Linked DNA regions of Mus musculus: region 2 is linked to region 1. Evidence: chromatin contacts called from public Hi-C data. All regions are on one chromosome and are shown on one strand. The core of a region is the stretch at or near the end of the contact, and the rest is flanking DNA. Distances in the headings are between cores, read along the strand shown.

The links. Hi-C and Micro-C count contacts between places; a contact is called where the count stands out from the background.
Region 2: a Hi-C map of the C2C12 cell line shows a contact between it and region 1, with 2.8 times the contacts expected there. The contact joins two enhancer-like sites. A contact is called at or near these places in 1 of 39 promoter capture datasets (HPC-7-derived erythroid cells), 1 of 15 datasets of contacts at CTCF or cohesin (pro-B cells), 19 of 484 Hi-C or Micro-C datasets (the C2C12 cell line, CD8 T cells, the HL-1 cell line and 11 more), 10 of 115 datasets of contacts at active chromatin or transcription factors (the 230-238 cell line, CD8 T cells, the HPC-7 cell line and 6 more) and 1 of 9 other capture datasets (embryonic stem cells).

What each region holds. Positions count from the first base shown.
Region 1 is chr12:85,495,327-85,498,415 of GRCm38.p6, reverse strand. No RefSeq gene overlaps it. Among named protein-coding and RNA genes, the nearest start is that of Fos, 23 kb to the right of the region's middle. Within about 2 kb of position 1,280, at least 123 of the 459 cell types and tissues checked have an H3K27ac peak or open chromatin away from gene starts, as enhancers often do. A contact at or near this core is called in the C2C12 cell line, the HL-1 cell line, the HPC-7 cell line and 1 more, where this site is marked.
Region 2 is chr12:85,573,478-85,576,342 of GRCm38.p6, reverse strand. The region is part of intron 1 of Gm32348 (a long non-coding RNA gene); the gene reads right to left. Among named protein-coding and RNA genes, the nearest start is that of Gm32348, 5.1 kb to the right of the region's middle. Within about 2 kb of position 1,377, at least 31 of the 459 cell types and tissues checked have an H3K27ac peak or open chromatin away from gene starts, as enhancers often do. A contact at or near this core is called in the C2C12 cell line, the HL-1 cell line, the HPC-7 cell line and 1 more, where this site is marked.

The DNA of each region.
Region 1 (3,089 bases), core at 31-2,530:
ACACACACACACACACACACACACACACACACACACACACACTTCTGTGATTCTTTTGCCCAGAAAGCCAACACAGCCGTGAATCCTCTCTCCTCGGAAGGCCTTCCAGCTTCTCCACACCCCTCCTTGGTGCTGTAGCTGCTACGGGCTCTCCTGCCAGGGTCTCCCTCAACCTCCAACCCCTAGGCTTCCTGCCAGCTCCTGTGTGAAGAAGGTGCACTCTCTGAAAGTGGCAAAGCCCTCCCTGTGGTTTCTATTACTTAAAGAAACCCAGTCTCCCCTGGGCACCAGCGCTGCCTTCCTCCTGGGGTTCCCCCAACTGGCTCAGCTGTCCACTGGTAAATGAACAAACTATCTCCAGGCAACAGCCTGGCCTACAGCCGGTGACTGGTGACGCCACGCCTGATGTTCCCCTCAGCCTCACCCAAGTCTGTTTGGGCTCAGCTGTCTGCAAGGTTTTCTTTTGCTTGTCAGTTTGGGAGAGATCTTTTGCTGATTGGCTGTGGTGGGGATGGGGTGGGGCGCTGAGGTCAGAAGCCCTGAATTCAGGGAAGGCAGCTATCTCCCTGCCTGGAATTTTTTTGGCTCCCTGGAGATTTCCCCAGCATGGTAATAATATCTCCAAGAGCCAGTGTGATGACACATGGTAACCCCTCGGGCAAAGTGGAAGCCACAAAGCCAGTGGGGCATCAAATAATTCACTAATGCTCTGACCCTATGCTCAGCTCCAATCCAGAATCCTACTTACTATTAAGCTGAGTGAGCTTCAAGGATGCCACAGACATGACTAAAGGCCAGCCTGCTGTTTAATGAAACTAAAGAAGCATTTCAGAAGTTGGCGAAGGGAATGAGAGATACCAAAGGCTGCAAGAGAAGAATAAGGAAGGGGTGGTGAACTCTGGCCAACAGGAACTGCGTGAGAGCAAAGAGCAGGAAGTTCCGGTGTGTGTGGTTGCATAGGACAGAGACTGTAGGGAACGGTGGTATTGTGGGAATGGGGATGTAGCTCAGTGATAGAGCACTTGCTTCACATGTACAAAATCCTGGGTTCTCTCCTCGGTACCATAAATAAATAATAAATAAGTAAATGAAAATTATAGCAAAAATAAGAATGTATGATATATTTCAAAAGGCTAAAAGAACCTTGAAGATATGGGCGGGGGGGGGGGGGGACGGAGACGGAGTTCGAGACAGGGTTTCTCTGTGTAGCCCTGGCTGTCCTGGAACTCACTCTGTAGACCAGGCTGGCCTGGAACAAGTGCTGGGATTAAAGGCATGCGCCACCACTGCCTGGCAACCTTGAAGGTTTTTAACATAAAGAAACAATCAGTGGACCTGGCTGGACAGCTCAGCAGGTGAGGGTGCTTGCCACCAAGTCTGACAACCCAAGTTCGAGGCCCAGAACCCACACAGTGGAAGGATGGACGGTTCTCAATGCACAAGGCAGATAGCAGAGTTCGGGTCAATCCTTGTCTCGCTGAAGAGCGCCCTCTGCTGGTAGTATCTCCCCGGTTAGTTTGTAAAGGGATTTGTAGACTTATGGTTGGCTGCTCCCCATTACAGGCACTCTGAGGGACCTGGCCCTAGAATGACTACCTGAATAGACACATGTTCCCCCACTAATGCTAAGTTGACAGCCATTTGAGCATCAAATGCATCAAGGAGAGCTATAAACTATCTACTGAAGAATTAGGGCAAGATTGCCTAGCTCAAGGAAATGAAGACTCCCCCCCCCCAAAAAACACTGGCTTAAGCCAAAACCCCACACCCTGGCCCTGACCCTGGCCCTCTGCTTCCGGTCTTGAGTCCCTCCCCTTGGGGTATCTCCTGGTCTCCTAGACAAGCTGATGTCATCCACACATACAAACCTTATAATTCCCAAGGCCTTTCCCCAATGAGTCATCTCTGCCGTTACCCTCTCTTCAAAACCTTCTCCCTGTCTCCCCCTCCTCCCCAAGACAGGCCAGCCTCCCTGGCTACCCAGCAGTCAGTCCTCATTCGAAGACCACGGGTCCAAGTCTCTGATCGGCCACCTACCAGTTGTGTGGTGTAAGGAAAGAGACATTACCGTCATCTCACGGAGATCTGGGTGTTCTGCACTTCACAGAACACGTGGGGAGCATGGGACATATAGAATACCTCCAGCCCACTTAGGTCTTGGTTGCTTACCTGACAGAATGTGGGCAGGCCAACAAGGCAGACTGTACTCAATGCATTGAGAGCATCTTGGAAGTGTCACAGACGAGCATAGCCAGTGGAAAGAGTGAGGGATTTTTCAGGAAATGTTTACAATTGTTTTTATTTATTTTAAAAATCACAAGGATAAAAAAAAAAAAACTTTGGGGCTGGAGAGATGGCTCAGCAGTTAAGAGCACTGACTGCTCTTCCAAAGGTCCTGAGTTCAAATTCCAGCAACCACATGGAGATCCAAAATGAGATCTGACGTCCTCTTCTGGTGTGTCTGAAGACAGCTACAGTGTACTAATATAATAATAGATAAATAATAATAAATAAATCTTAAAAAAGCAAACAAACAAACTTTGCCAGGCGGTGGTGGTGGTGGCATACGCCTTTAATCCCAGCACTTGGGAGGCAGATGCAGGTGGATTTCTGAGTTTGAGGCCAGCCTGGTCTACAAAGTGAGTTCCAGAACAGCCAGGGCTATACTGGGAAACCCTGTCTCAAAAGAACAAAAAGAAAAATCTTTAGCATAGGGCTGGCAAGATGGCTCAGTAGGTACATTTGTTAAACAAGCCCTGTGGCCTGCTTTCCATGTCTGGATGCATGTATAGAGGGGAGAAGAGAACCTACTCCACAAATGTCCCCACAGGCATGCATACCCATACACTAATAACAACAGTAGTAATGATAATAATGAATTTTAAGAAAAAACCTATTTCATGTGTAGTATTAACATTTTCCTCTTTATAGCAATGCAGACATAGACTATAAATTCAACGGTCAAATGCTTTTTAACAAGAGTGAAAGAACAGTCTTACGTTGCCCTCACTGGGGAGAGAATCCTCTAGGTTCTGCTATGCCGAAAATATAGAAATTGGGTCAATAACTCAACCCTGTGCTCTCAGAAT
Region 2 (2,865 bases), core at 128-2,627, 78 kb before region 1:
TGCAGCGTTTGTGTTGGCTGTGAACAATCTTTTTGTGTATTGTTTTTCTTTGAGCGCTGTTGGTTGTGTGTTCATTTGGTTTGAGGTTTTTCTTGATTTTTTTTTCTTTCCTTCTCTACCCCACCCTGGTTCTTGTTGGTTTTTGTCTTTTTCCTCATTCCTGACAAAGTTTTAAAGAGCTGAGGTTTTTTGTGTAAATCACTCTAGGACAAATGAAGTATCCCTGCCCTTCGGGTGTGCTTCTGACAAACTCCTATGCTGTGTTTAATTTGGTCCTGGTCGGCCCCCAAATATCAAGGCTTCTGCAAGCAGATGGCACACTTCCGTACAACAGGAGATACCAGCTATTTCAAAGAACCTCGTTCTGTCCCAGAAGTATCTATAGAAACAAAGGTGTGAGAAAATTCTGACTTTTAGATGGGACTCATGCCTCACATAGACTTTTAACACATTTTATTCAGTGACTAATTTGATGGCAGAGCCAACTAACTGCCTTGGGAACTTTTATTAAAAAGTCTTTTGACAGGGGCTAAGACTACATTGATGACTGAGTGGCAGAATTTATTAGCAGAATATTAGGTCACAGAATCGTTGGGTGAACAGGAGGACAGTAGTGGGAGCCATACCACTAAATATAGCACTCAGCGAGGTCCCAGTGCTGCCAACAAAGCCTAGATCTTGCCTCAACCACACTCCACACTGGATGTCACCACCGCTGTCTCAGGAACTTGAGCTTCCTGCTAAGACTGCCCTGGGCAAGAAGGCTTCCTTTAATTGAACTTGGTTTCGTGTCCTTTCTTAGCAGTAAGAGAGATTGAGAAAATAAATATGCCATTCAAGTTTGTGTTTTGCTCTGGGTCAAAAAATGTTAGATAACTGTAGTGTAAACAAAATACACATTTATTTTGCAAGTGTTAAAAACAAATAGTGCATGGCTGTTCACAATCTGCTCCTTCACTGAGCTATGTGTGTGCACACTGCCAAGAGCCTGCTTGAGATCTGCCACCACACCCATGTCCCAGCCACTGGAAAGAGAATAAGGTTGGATGGGAAATGAGTCCCACACACTCGTGTTTGAACACCTGTATGGTGGTAGTTTTGGTGGTTGTAGAACTTTAAAGAGGTAAGACTTGCATGGCAGAAGTGAGTTGCTAGGGCCCAGGCCTTAAGGGTGAGACTCAGCCTGGCTTCTGGCTAGCCAGGATGGGAGAGATTGTCAGCTCGGCAATCTCTAGTGAGCCACACCTTTTCCATCAAGATGAATTCTACCATCTGAAACCAAAAGCCAAATGAATCCTTCCTCCTCCCGAGATAAGCTCGCACGTATTGGGTTACAGTGAAAAGCTGAGTAATGAACTCACCCACTATCTACTTCCTGGAATGTGTAGACACTGCTTACAGCTCAGTGGTTGACTTGGCCCCTAACAGAGAAAGAGGTCTGAGGAATATGAGCTGTGATCAAGATAGCCAAGCACCCAGCTACAAATTAGAAACTCTTTTATGAAAGAAAAATGGGGTCGCTGAATGTCCCTTCCTTGAGGACTGGCTTTCATAGCACCAGAAAGCAGCATGAAAACTTCCAAAGGAGGGAGGTGACCTAGGCAGCTATGTTGCCTATGAACCACATCAATGACCAGCATGGCCTGATAACCCTACAGGGGCACACATAGTGTGACACACATACCGTGACACACATACCGTGGTGGTAACCAACAGCTCTCAAATTGGACTTACGGCTTGCTTAGCAAGAGGGAGACCATGCCTGGTACTGGAGACCTAGCTAACTACTCAGTCTTGTGAAGTCATGGCTATTGGAGGAGAATCTACAATCGCTAATTTACTAACCCAGCATCCTCCCTAACAACAATCTATAAACGTTTGTCCTTATGTCCGCAGATAAGTGTGGTCTCCACACCAAGGAAACTTCTCTTTGCTACAGATGGCGGCCATTACAGAAAACAACAACCAATCAGCATGCAGAATGGCCCAGTCCCAGTGGATACGTCTACAAAACATTCTTGCACGTAAAGCTCAGGGAACCTTGAAGACGAAGAGGGGGAAAGATTGTCAGAGCCAGAGGACCAGAGTTTACTGTGAGATTGTGTCTCCTAGCAACATCCGAAGCCCTCAAGCCATAAAATCTCACCAGCGGGGCTACCCACATGTAAGCCAAACAAGGAGGACACCAGTGGGCATGCCACAGTAGATGGAGAAAAGCCCATGAGGCCTCAGTGCTAAACAAGGAACTCTAAGCAACTCGGGAAAGGTGGGAGCAGGAGAGGTGGTCCTCCCCAAAGAAGAGCACACCAACTGGATGACCAGTGTCAAGTGGGCACCCCTGAAAACATGCATTTGAGTGACATGATAGGATCTGAGCTGGTTATATTTAGGAATACACATACATGCAATAATAAAAAAAGAGGCCATGAGTTTGCAGGCCAGTGGAGAGGTGTGTACAGAAGGCTTCAGAGGGGGAAAGGGAAGGCAGAAATGTAATTATACTGTAATCTCAAAAGTAAAATGAAACAAGCTTTTTGGTTTTTTGAGACAGGGTTTCTCTGTGTAGCCCTGGCTGTCCTGGAACTCACTTTGTAGACCAGGCTGGCCTCGAACTCAGAAATCCGCCTGCCTCTGTCTCCCGAGTACTAGGATTAAAGGCGTGTGCCACCACGCCCGGCTGAAACAAACTTTTAAAGGGATTGAAAAATGGGAGGATGGGATCAGAGGAGGCAGTGACAGAGTCTTTCTTGGAAAGTTCTTAGCATGTCTGTCTTTGGTTCCAGGATACGAGCTCTATTGCCTGTCAAGGATCAGGAAAGCGTGGGTGAGGAGGGAAGGCCACCCTCCAAACAGGACACAGTTTAG